Regions from separate parts of the Xenopus tropicalis genome. Here region 2 is linked to region 1. A link is a contact called in public Hi-C data. All regions are on one chromosome and are shown on one strand. Each heading gives the region's core, a stretch centred on a gene start, on an enhancer-like site or on the middle of the called end of the contact. The rest is flanking DNA. Distances are from core to core; before and after follow the strand shown. Region 1 has its middle 14 kb from the start of six3. Region 2 holds the start of six2 (SIX homeobox 2).

Evidence for each region. A called contact is a pair of places that touch in the nucleus more often than the background predicts.
Region 2: a contact with region 1 is called in a Hi-C map of neurula embryo, with 2.3 times the contacts expected there. The contact joins the promoter of six2 here to the enhancer-like site in region 1. A contact is called at or near these places in 3 of 5 Hi-C or Micro-C datasets (gastrula embryo, neurula embryo and tailbud embryo).

The regions. Positions count from the first base shown.
Region 1 is chr5:19,149,806-19,156,574 of UCB_Xtro_10.0, reverse strand. No RefSeq gene overlaps it. Among named protein-coding and RNA genes, the nearest start is that of six3, 14 kb to the right of the region's middle. Within about 2 kb of position 5,369, at least 1 of the 11 cell types and tissues checked has an H3K27ac peak or open chromatin away from gene starts, as enhancers often do. A contact at or near this core is called in neurula embryo, where this site is marked.
Region 2 is chr5:19,211,089-19,217,626 of UCB_Xtro_10.0, reverse strand. It overlaps six2 (SIX homeobox 2), which reads left to right and starts at 3,527. Exons shown (of 2, transcript NM_001100275.1): 1 at 3,527-4,347. The coding sequence starts at 3,782.

The DNA of each region.
Region 1 (6,769 bases), core at 4,120-6,619:
TACAGGGTTCCTGTGTAACAAGCTGAAGAATGGAACCTCCAGGAACCCCAGCAGCCTCTACACCCCCTTCTTTTCATTACACTTTTCATGCCAATAACCAGCATGGCCAAGGGATTCTCTCCATTTCAAACAGGGACAGCAGGTCACTGCTCCACTTACTTGTAGCTCCATAATACTGGGTATTATTGTACAGCGCTGTGGAATATGTTGGCACTTTATAAATAAATGTTAATAATAATAGTAATATTAAAGTTACAACAATAAACCCCAACCATGTCTGAGTGTTGAGATATATATATAGGTATGAAGCTGCCTTGTATCCATCATGACATAAACATATAGAGGTCCTGAAACATTTTGTATGTAAAAACTGCCAAACTTTCTCCTATTATGTTTTTGGAGCAAATACAATTGAAATCATTATATATATAATATCATTATATATACCACTCCCCAGGGGCACCTTAATGAGGGTGAAGCACCCAATGGGGCAACACATGGGAAGGGGCTAATGAGGTTTCTGGACATTTACTCTCCCTGTTGAGGGGTCTGTGCTGCTTTAACTTGTTACAAAATAAATGTATCATAGGAGAAACTACTCAACTGTTGCGATTTGTACACTGAATTAGGCAGATAATGTGCGCAATAATATTCTCTGTTCCACAAATAAATCACAAAACAAGTTAGAGACGATCACCCCGGTGCTTTTGTTGCTGTAGATCTCATTGTGGGCTCCAGTAATGGAGTGTCAGCCCTTGGCACAGCTGTGCTACCTGGGAGGATTATTTATGGAGCAGATCAAACACATAACCAAGCGCTTTCTCATGAAATAATCATATTTTGCATTCCCTCGCAGCCTGGGAATCACGTCTGAAACCTGGAATTGTTCTTCCCAACAAAGAGAAGCCACAGACAGAATAACAACCCCCGATAAATTCATATTTCCTTAGGTGGGGTCTCTGCTCAGCACAATGACTTCCAGCTGGAAAAGGCAAGAGAAAAAATAAGAGACCGGTGTTTTATCTTCTTCCACTGTTGAATTCCATTTTATAAAATATGTTTATATTTTGGATGAACTTTAAAGCTGCCAATAGTACAAATAAGATTAAATCAGTCCTTCATCAACAGAATGATAGAGAGAGAAATAGATAGATAGATAGATAGATAGATAGATGATGATGATAGATAGATAGATAGATAGATAGATAGATAGATAGATAGATAGATAGATAGATAGATAGATAGATAGATAGATAGATAGATGATAGATAGATGATAGATAGATAGATAGATAGATGATAGATAGATAGATAGATAGATAGATAGATAGATAGATAGATAGATAGATAGATAGATAGATAGATAGATCTGAGTGCAAGAAGTGACCGTACTGTATATAATTCATATTAAAGGTTCTAAAACCGGTGAGAATTGACGTGTATGAATTAAATAGATACAGATAAGGGATTATAACAGAACTCCTAAACGCTGATTATTCAATATGAACGGAAGAGTTGTAAAATATCTGTCACCAAGTATTTATATCCATACGAAATGGCCAATGATCTGCTCTCTGGTGTCTGGTCCATATTTGTGAACGAGTTTTTTTTTTTTTTAGATTGTATATATATATATATATATATAGCAAGAAAAAAGAGCTGCACTCACCAGGACTTGGCAAAAATATAGTAAGTTTATTTAAGCAAAGAGATCCAACGTTTCGAGCACTAACTGTGCTCTTCCCTGAGGAAGAGCACAGTTAGTGCTCGAAACGTTGGATCTCTTTGCTTAAATAAACTTACTATATTTTTGCCAAGTCCTGGTGAGTGCAGCTCTTTTTTCTTGCTTTATATTTTTTAGCCAGCACCCTGGGCATTTGAATTTCAATAGGGTGTGCTCCGTTTGTTCTTGCTATATATATATATATATATATATATATATATATATATATATATATATATATAATATATATATATATATATATATATATATATATATATATATATATATATACATACACACACACACACACACACACACATATATATATAGGTGTATATATGTGTGTGTGTGTATATATATATATATATATAAGAAATGAAGAATAAAGGAGTGAACTGTAAGTGCTTTTATCTGGCCTGAAATTATATATTTAGAGATGATAGATGGATAGATGATAGATAGATATAGTATGACAAATGCACAGAAAAAGTCACATACAAGTAAAGAAAAATACATATATATGTGTGTATTTTATACAAATGTCCAACGTTTCGGTCCTTATTAGGACCTTCCTCAAAGATACCCTTGATGTGTAAAGAATGTATAAACGCATTATATAGAGTGCTGCTGAAGTAATTTTTATTTGTTCAATTTTATTTTTGACCCTACACCCCGCCCTTATCTTCTTGCATAAAGTACTTACCAACTGTTATGATACGTTTTATATATCAATAAAAAATATATATATATATATATATATTATGTGTGTATATATATACAGTATATATGTCTACATACACGTATATTCTCCTTGGGAAATTGTCAGCTGAGCCCAGTGCTGCCCTGATAACCTGAGAGCTCAGAGGGAGACAGAAGAGCCAGTGAATTCGCTGTGTCGCTGCTCTGAGAGGTCTGATTAGAAGTGAAGAGATATAACTGGCACATTTCAAACTCTGTTACATACCCATCACTATCCTGACTTTAGGGGATGTCTCAGATTTTATCTAAAAATTACTATTGATCCAAAATATATGAGCTTTCTCTCCCAGCGTTGAAGATTCCAGCAGTGAAAAAATAGTGTATTACGATTCTCAAATAGCAGCTGGGTTCCTTTCTCAATTCTTTATCGTCAGCTGATCGTTGAAATCGGTTTTAAAACCATTATTTTTTTTTTTTATTGTTGTTTTGTGTCATGCTCTTATCCTTCCAGTACTGTTGGGGGGGGGGGGGGGGTTAAAAAATGAGGTCTTTCTCATTTCTGTCTTTAACGAGATATACTCTAGATGGGCTGGCAGGGGGGCACAGCAGAAAGGAATGATAAAATTTGGAGTAAATCTATAAAGAGAGAGAGAAAAAACAACTATCAGTATCAAATCCTTACATCACCCATTTGAACCCTGGAATACTCCATGTACAGTGATAAAAGAAAGTGACTATTTGGTTTAACATTCAGCAGGCATTGCTATCCCTCTAGTCTGCTTAGCCAAAACACAGGGCAAACTGTAATTACTAATGTCTTCTATCATTAAAGATCCCTGCTGAGAATTTCTGTTTAATAATGGTCTTAAATGAGTTATGATGGTAAATACTCATCTGTAAATTCCACATCTAAAAACCGTCTCCATCCTGGAAGGGCTCCAGTAATCTGCTGTAATACAGCAATGGTTATCGCAGGCTCCCATCTCATAGCGGATTGCGGGCTGTTTTTGTTTAAAGAGCGCAGAGATGTGTTAATTAAAAATTAGCCTATAATTTGTTTGCTTTTTTGGCATATTCATAACAAGTAATTAGGCTGTTACACAGAGCAAATAGAGAGTTCTATTAGGGAGCAGTGTTTCCAAATGTGTTTCTTCTGAAAAGGCAAATATTACAACTAAGGGCATGGGAAATGTAAGCAGAATGGTTCAAAAAGAAATATATAAAACAAAAAAAAAAAACAGTCATGTTATGGGTTTTTTTTCTCTGTAAACGCGCAATTATAGTTTGTAAATGTACATAAGGGTTCTCAGTCAAGAGGTAAAGTAGGGGGGTGACACCATGACACCCCCTTCATCCTTGACTTTTTTTTTTTTTTTACGAATAATCAGTTTGTTTCACTTCAGAGAGAAATGGATATTGTTGTAAAATGTCTGTTTCATTTTGCCTCCTCTGCTAACCTTTCATGTTTAATGAATTAATCAGAATGGCAGGCTGCTCTCAATGCTGGAAGAATTATTAAAAAAAAAAAAAAAAAAAAAAAAGAAAGAAAAATAGAAGTCTATGATCCCATCTGCCTATGGTTCTAAATTAAAGTTCATACAGGCAGCTTATATTCTACTGATCCAATATCATAGCCTCTTGCGACCCTTCAATTACTATTTAATAGAATTAAAGTTTTAAATCCTTATAGTCTCTCTCAGCACTGATTTACCAGTCGGATTTTGACATCACCTATAATGTTACAGGAAAGCTTCATTTTTAACCCCATTGCTTCCCATAGATTCCTGGACCCCTTTGGGGTCCAGGAATCTATGGGAAACAAGGGGTTAAAATGGATGTATGAGATTTAATGAGTTAAACAATAATCTGCACAGTACAAAAAAAATGGGAAACAAGGGGTTAAAATTGATGTATGAGATTAATGAGTTAAACAATAATCTGCACAGTACAAAAAAAATGGGAAACAAGGGGTTAAAATTGATGTATGAGATTAATGAGTTAAACAATAATCTGCACAGTACAAAAAAATGGGAAACAAGGGGTTAAAATTGATGTATGAGATTAATGAGTTAAACAATAATCTGCACAGTACAAAAAAATGGGAAACAAGGGGTTAAAATTGATGTCTGAGATGAATGAGTTAAAGAATAATCTGCACAGTACAAAAAAAAATCTACCATATATTTATCCACATATTATCCTTGAATGTCAGGATGCCATGTAGGATCTAGAGTTTCACTCGGAATGATCTCTTTGACTTGTCTCTGGCAGGTTCAATTATGACTGGTGAATTAAACTGTGAAAAAAGAAATGATGTTCAGACAGGTCCTTCTGCCAGGGCCCAAAAAAATGTCAGACATTTATGACTCAGAATCAGACAAATTATCATTAAAAAAAATAAATAAATAAAATAAAAAAAAAAGGGCCAGAGGCAAAGAAAGGGTTAAGTCGCTGCTCAAGTAACACGCATAAAGCTCAGTGCAATGGGCATGGGGTCCATATGTAGGTACAGGGCAGCCTGCTGTTGTAGTAAACTCTGTACCGTGTGTAGGCAGACTGTAAGCTCTTGGGCAACAATCGTGTTAGCGGCTATGTAATAACAGGGAATAATGTGGCTGTAGGAACTCCATTGCGTTGCCTGGCTGGGCTTCAGCATTTGGCGACTCCCTGCGCCCTGAGCTCATGTATTAATCAGCCTATTTCTCTTCTGCGCATTAGGAACCCGGGATCCGACTCGTCAGGGCCAAATGTATCACCGAGGATTTGTCTTTGCGCTCATTAGCATTGTCTGGGGTGTTGCATCAGTCGCACAATGTGTGAGTGTGTGTGTGAGTGTGTGTGTGAGTGTGTGTGGGTTCTGCCTGTGCTTGTGTTCCCTACAACCCTGAATCCAGGCCAGTGTGATGTGGAACTCAATAAGAATTGCATGAATAAACACGAATGGGAAAACTGTGCTCAGCTAACCGAGGAAATCAGAGCACTAACAGGGCACCAACGTCCAACAAAGCCCCTCTCACTATGGCCTGGGTCTCTGTGCTACCCACCGGGCTGCTGGGTGGGGGCCCCACAAACACACCTCCTGGTGCAACGAATTATTAGATTGGTATTTAGATTGTAAGCTCTTTGGGATAGGGATTTATCTGCTGGCTGGGACATAAACTCCCGTTTAAATGTGTAACTGCCTTTATTGTGTTATTATTCTGCTTCCCAATTATAATTTTGTATAAAGATATTTATAATTATAATCCTAATGATGTTCAGTACAGCCACTACATAAATACGCGTTTGTGCTGTGCACTACAACTCCCAGCATCCCCTAACAGCCCCCAGGAGCTTACATTCAGTTACACGTGTTTGTTGCCCCTTTATTAATCACTTAGTGCTATCTAATTACCAGCTTTCAACCCAAGTATTTTTTTACAGTATTATATTTGAGATCTACATCTTTCAGATATTCCTGAGTCCATTGGGTTAATTTTTCCCGAACTGTTAAAGTGCATCGTGTTCTTAATTCAAATTGTGCTTTTAATTAAACTGCATACATTGTGCGACTGAGGCAACACCCCATGGGTTTATTTTATATCGTGTTTTGTTATATTTTTACAGATATTGCGTTGGCATTTGAGGGGTTAAACCCTCCCATTCTTGTTGTGTTACAGAACACCATCAATTAAATTCCCCGGATAATCCTAGATTTAACTCTCGTCCAAGTTGGCACTCGGTGGGTTTACCCTTTATTATACAAGTAAAAGTTATACATTTCCATCTTTTCTATATTTAACTGATGTCCAAGCTGGCATTTTGTGTGTTAATCTATTGCTGTTATTGTATTGTACAATATCATATTTAACAGTCATTTTTTTAGCATTACACATTTGTCTGGCACTAAATTGGTTACATTTCTATGTTCCAGAAATGTAGAACATCACATTTTAGAGAATTGCTGGCACTTGGTGGGTTAACCCTGTATGTCATTCAAGAAAAAAATGATCATTTGATAGATTAAATAGTCATAATGTGTCTGTGCTGCCTTTAACCCCCACTCCCAGAGCCAAGCCCCCCTCACCCCCCATTGTTGTCATTCTGATCAATGTTTTGGGGCTTATGGCATGTAAAGTTTATAGAGTAGAAAAGTAGATTTGTGCCATCTGTCTGCTAAGCTTGAGTATTGATCAGATGCACTTCAGCCAGTAATTCCATCCCCATGATCCCAGTCCATAATAATAATAATAACAATAATAAGGGAACTGGCCGGGCTGGGAAGGGGCTGGGGCGATCCTTATCAGTGACCGAGCCAGGAGAGGGGGTAATGCCCCTGCTTTGCTCCCTTTGATAGGCCCTATCTTCC
Region 2 (6,538 bases), core at 2,278-4,777, 63 kb before region 1:
TTCCGCCCCAAGTCCTAATGATAAGTTCATCTGCATGATGAACAACATAAAAAGCTAATTGCATTGGCGTTTAAACAGATGGTATGGGGTCTGAGCTGAAATCAATCCTATATGATTTAATCAGAACAAGAGCAATTTTCTGGAAACCTTAAGGGGGCTACAAATAAAATACATACACAAAGAAAGGGCCTTATTCACTCTGCCTCCCACAACGATCAAGGTCATTTCTGCAGCCTGGTCCAGGCCTGCCTTATATTAAAGTGGAATTATGGGGGGGGGGGAAACTATTTGTGCCCCTCAAATCTCACAATTTTGGGAAATAATAATTGCACAGGGTGGGCCTTATTCTTTCTGCCTGGTTGATGGCAGGGGTAAAGTACAGGGCACCCTAAACACTTGCACTTAGGTGCAAGAAAAGATGGGTACGGGCAATTAATGTATGGCAAACTAGTGCGCTTGGCATTGCGACTGCATTGCGCCTCACATCATAGTTGGAGATGGCTGTAATCAAATGTAAATCATTTGAAACCTACAAAAGATTAGGGAAGCAAATGTCGCTTAGAGCACAAGATAATTCCAGGTTAACTTCCCCTTTAATCATAATTAAGGCTGCCTTGGGCTGTTAAGATTTCTAACAAATGTATGAAGAAGAATCTAACATTTTCACTCTTCAATGGAGCTGGGTTAAAATGACCTTGGTAAAATGACATATTATGTTAAAGAGTTCTAGATGTTATTTATAAATAATTTACCCCATATCCCACCCATAGTCAGATGCCCATTGCCAGCACTTACCATGGGGTATCACCCTGGCTTCTACAGGAGTTCAGCGTCCATCTGGCACCACTGAGTCGCAAACAGGCAAGTCGCCCTCTCTAATATAGGTTCTGTGAGCAGATGGAGTTTCCCTCAGTGAAAGAGGGATAGGGTTACTGGGGCTTTATTCACTTATGTGCAAAGGCATTTTACAACCAACAATTAATGTCTTGAATGACTGGTACCCAGCAGTAAATGCTTCAGTGGAGCAGCCTTACCAGCCTTGGTTTGGAACTGTCCCCCAAATCGGTGCACTTTCTTTTTATTAAAAGGGAAAGTAAAGCCAAAAAAATATTTTTTTCTAAATGCAGATAAAAAGTATATGCTGTGTTTAGTAAATGAGACGCATTTCTGCGTTTCTAGTGCGCAGGTGTCAGTCGGCTGTTTGCCAGCCAAGTGATTATGGATTGGTCTCACCTGAAAAAAACTCCTGTGGTCTGAAATCCTCCTGTTTTCCCAAAACCTCACAGACTGCTCGTTAGTTTTGAACTTTGTTTTCTTTCATTGAATATAGGCCAAAACATGCAATATTCCCCTGGGTACTTATGATTAAAGGGGAAGTTAACCTGGAATTATATTGTCTTAAAAAATGTTTTTCCACTATAATAAGATAAGACTAACACACTACCCAATCTGCTCTCACAGTTGCAGTGCATTGGGCAGTGTCCTCTTAGGCTGCATTCTCCCCCTTAGATAGAGCCCCTGTCCTTTCTGCATGGAGACCCCCCCCCCTCCCCCCTACACACTTTTCTGTTCTGGAAATTTACTCCTCCGAAACCCCAGGTCACTGCTTGTACTGCAAATGCCACTAATGGGTAGAGTTGTCAATGCCTCTTTCTGCATAAAATAAATGGCCTTCCTGAGTAGGGTATAAATATGTTTATGTAGAATGTTCCTACCCTGCTGGAAACCAGTACCACAGGTACAAGAAAGCATCATCCCCAGCCTGTGGGGTATGTACTTGTACTCTCACAGATTTGCTAACATAGGTGCTAAAGTGCATAAGCGCAATTTCAAATAGCAACCAATTAACAAATAGCTTTGAACAGTGTAATATAATTTAGGGAAAATGAAAGCAAACATTGTATATTATGAATATTTGCTCATATGTTCATCCTCTCCCCCACCCCCCCACCCCCCACCCCTTGCCAGCTTACCTAAGGTTTGTGGGTGTTTTGTAGGAGTAAAGATATGTGTAGATATGTTTTACATCTCACTAGTGGGGGATCTACAGTGTGTATGTCAAAGGCACTAACTTGTATACAGCCTATAGGCTATGAGGCATGGTCTTTTACCAACAGATAGATGATTAATAGATACATATGGTAGATGACAGGTTAAATAGATAGATAGATAGATGATAGATAATAGATCGATTACATAGATGATAGATAGAAAGATAGATAGATGATGATGATGATAGATAGATAGATAGATAGATAGATAGATAGATAGATAGATAGATAGATAGATAGATAGATAATGATAGATAGATAGATAGATAGATAGATAGATAGATAGATGATAGATAGATAGATAGATAGATAGATAGATAGATAGATAGATAGATGAAAGATTAATAGATAGATGATAGTAAGGGCACACGAAAGAAACCAATAGACAGAGGGATTATGCAATAAATAAAATATTAGAAAGAAATCATATATGATACATAGATGACATACCTAGATGCTTCATAGATACAGATAGTAGATAGATAGATAGATAGATAGATAGATAGATAGATAGATAGATAGATAGATAGATAGATACATAATAAATAGTAAGAGCACAAGAGAGAAATCAATAGACAGGGATTATGCAATAAATAGATATAAGAAATAAATCATATACGATACATAGATGACATACAAAGATAGGTAAGCGCAAGACAGATGTATATTGAGATAGGAGATATGTTACTATTATTAATAAAGAGGGAGAAATAAACAGCAGACAGACAGACAGACAGACAGAAATAGAGAGAGAAATTATCCCCCCAGTCCCCCAGCAGAAATACAAAACACCACCATATATTTTTTAAACTGAAGCAGACTTTGGGCCTGACAGAATAGCAACATTTAAGTGTTTTTCCCTGTTATAAAGTCAAGAGAGGAGCAAACTGACCCCAGGAGTTTATAGTTTTATAAGAAAGGAGACTTGTTTTCAGGTTGGCAGTTGTAGTTCAGCAACAGCTGTAGGACCAATGTTTAAAGCTCCGTGTGTATTGCCCCCCCCTACTGCCCAACAGCGAGCTGTGCAAATAAACAATCATCATTATTATAAAGAGGCCAATGAGGGATCACACGCCTGTCACACCTCAGTTTCATTGCCCCCCCCCCCCCAGGGTGAGTAGGCTTTGGGCCTGACAGTATTACAGCGCCCCCCTCCTGTCACTCCCCCACCCTGCGCCCTGACTCACTGCTGCATCAATCAAAGCGAGGAAAGAAAATCTTTTGCTAATATTTCAGCTCCAAGGCTGCCTCTCAGTGTAAGGAGCAATCTGTCAAGCCAGCCCGGGAGCCTCCCCCTAGCAGATCGGGTTTCCCCTGACTGACAGGGTTACCATGGCAATTAATTTGACTAAAACTGTTGTCTTATCCTCGCAGTCCCCGGGTCAGATATCCGACCAATCACAGCGCGCACAATCATTTTTCATGCCAGTTTAGAATAATATTATTAAAAAAGGCAGCCAGACAACGGGTGCGCAGACTTTTACTGGCCTATTATCCGCCGCACCGCTGCGAAGTCCCTGCGGCGCCCACAAGAGAAGTCGGCGGAGCGGAGTCGAGCAGGAACGGCGCGGAGGGCAAAAGCGAAACTTTAACGTCGGAGAAAAGTTTCTGCGAAAAGGAGAAAGTTTCCCCGGTCCCATGGCTTGTGGATTGGTCTGAGGGGGCAGATTCCTTCGGAACTGGATGATTATAGCTGTAGGGGGGAGCAGCAGGGGGCCCCAGCCAGGATCATGTCGATGCTTCCGACTTTTGGCTTCACCCAGGAGCAAGTGGCGTGTGTGTGCGAGGTGCTCCAGCAGGGCGGCAATATAGAGAGGCTGGGGCGCTTCCTCTGGTCCCTGCCGGCCTGCGAGCACCTCCATAAGAACGAAAGTGTGCTGAAGGCCAAGGCCGTGGTGGCGTTCCACAGGGGCAATTTCAGGGAGCTGTATAAGATTCTGGAGGGGCACCAGTTCTCCCCGCACAATCACCCCAAGTTGCAGCAGTTGTGGCTGAAGGCGCATTACATTGAGGCGGAGAAGCTCCGGGGGCGCCCCCTGGGGGCAGTGGGCAAGTACAGGGTACGCAGAAAGTTCCCCTTACCCCGGTCCATTTGGGACGGGGAAGAGACCAGTTACTGCTTCAAGGAGAAGAGCCGGAGCGTACTGAGAGAATGGTATGCCCACAACCCCTACCCCTCGCCCAGGGAAAAGAGGGAATTGGCCGAGGCCACCGGACTCACCACGACTCAGGTCAGCAACTGGTTCAAAAACAGGAGGCAGAGGGACAGAGCGGCCGAGGCCAAGGAAAGGTACGAGTAAGTACCCACCGATTTGTCTTGCCATAGGCACCCAGTGGGTGCCAGGGTCCTACACGCCTGCCCAGTCACCGGGGCACAGGGTTCCACTTACATTTTGTGTGTGTGAGAGAGAGGAGTGACAATTGTGCCATGTACGTGTGCCAGGCATTGGTATCATGCATGTGTGCCAGCAACATGAATGTCCCAGGGCACAAAATGCCAACCCAGGGCATGTACAGTGCTCTTTATATTACCCATGTGTGCCAGGCATTGGTATCATGCATATGTGCCAGCAACATGAATGTCCCAGGGCACAAAATGCCAACCCAGGGCATGTACAGTGCTCTTTATATTACCCATGTGTGCCAGGACTGAGAGTGACAGTCAGAAAATCGCACCATGCAGCACTCATATAGCAACACAATGTACCACACACACACACACACCGATGTGCCAGGGGGTACCAGTGTAACACACATCCACTTAAAGCATATATATGTGCCAGGACATAAAGTGGCAGAAGCTTTAGGGGCCCTATCTCAGGGCCCAAATGCGCTATTTCCCCGCTATATACCCCGCATATAACGTTAAACTAAAGCCACATATTATAGCAGTGCTTAATAAATAACCCACACACACACACACGAATCCAGAGTGATAATAGGAAAATATTGTGTTTAAATTGTCTTCAAAACATTGTCCTCTGCACTTGAAATAATCCAGGCATCTTAAATAACTATAGTTTATATGACAGCTAAATTCACAGTGCATAGCAGCACAGTAACTGACAGATAGGCCTGCCTATAGGGATATGTATTAGGTATTGCATGGCCTGTATAACTATCCCCTGCATGTCACCCTTGGGTGCAAATAGTACAAAATGTCATATTGTTAAACTGAATCAGGTGTAAAATATAACCCCTATCCTACCCATGATGTGCCCCCCCCCCCCCCCCCCAGTTTAGCCTGTGTCTGTATTACAGCAGTATGACTGGGCTGAGGCAATGCTTAATGTGGGCCTAGCAGTTTACCCAACCAGAACCACCCCATACTATATAGCAATACCGAATAAGGCAGAATCTACACACAGACACCCCCACCACCTACTCCCTTGGCTCTGCTGCCCCTTTACATACCATCTTTCTCTATGAATCAGGATCCATGCAAACCCCTGAACCCCAACATCCTACCCCTCTGCCAGGAGTGCCAGATACTGTCATAGGGATCTACATGTCTCACCTGAACACTAAAGGTTCCTAATGACTGTGGCCTGGACTCTCACCATGTCACCCAATGGGTCAGGCCACATATGCACAAGGGGACAGATAATAATGTGAACTCCCTTCTTTAGTTGGGACTCCTGGGGCAGTTACTTGTCTCTCAGATCATTTGTGCAACATTGGGTCACTCATAATTATAAGGCTACAATATAACAACATGCACTATATATCTCCTTACATCTATGGAACATGGAGGATTTCCTATGATATTTATATATAGAAAATGTCAGTAATTGGTGAAGTTAACGTCATTCACATCTTTTAATGGCATGTAAACATAAAAATACAATTTAGCCCAGTGACATAAGAATAAAACCTATATCTTAAACTTCTCAAAAGTCATGCAATAAACATTTTCAGTGATTTTCAAATGTATTTGCGATTGTAAATTGCAACTGAAAGAATAATCTGCTGAACTGCTGCTTCTGTCTCCTGAAACAATGTAGCAGCACAGCATTTGACTGGATTAATTCCACTTATTATATAATATATTTTATTTATTAAAAAAAAAGGCTCCTGTACTCCTGTAGCACCCAGGGGTAACTGTATATCCAAAATGTCGGTCATTATAGTGATGGGCCTGTCTGCACTATGTAATTATTTGACTTTGGTCAAATCGCTGTAATTAATGATTGGTTAATGCCTTTCATGAAATATATATATATCGCTTTAATAAAATATGTATATATATTTATCTAGATCTAATCAGTATAACATTCTGTTAAAGCGATCTAAAAAACATTTCGCCAATGTGTATTGTTTACAGCAGATAAATATAAATAATTGCTAAAACAAATACACATCGTTTAAAACTAAAACTGCAAATAATATAAAATAACTAAAACTGACAGCATTTGTAAAACTAGATCTTACCATACTGGGCTAGTATATATATATATATTTGTTTTTCGAGAATAAATATGGCTCGG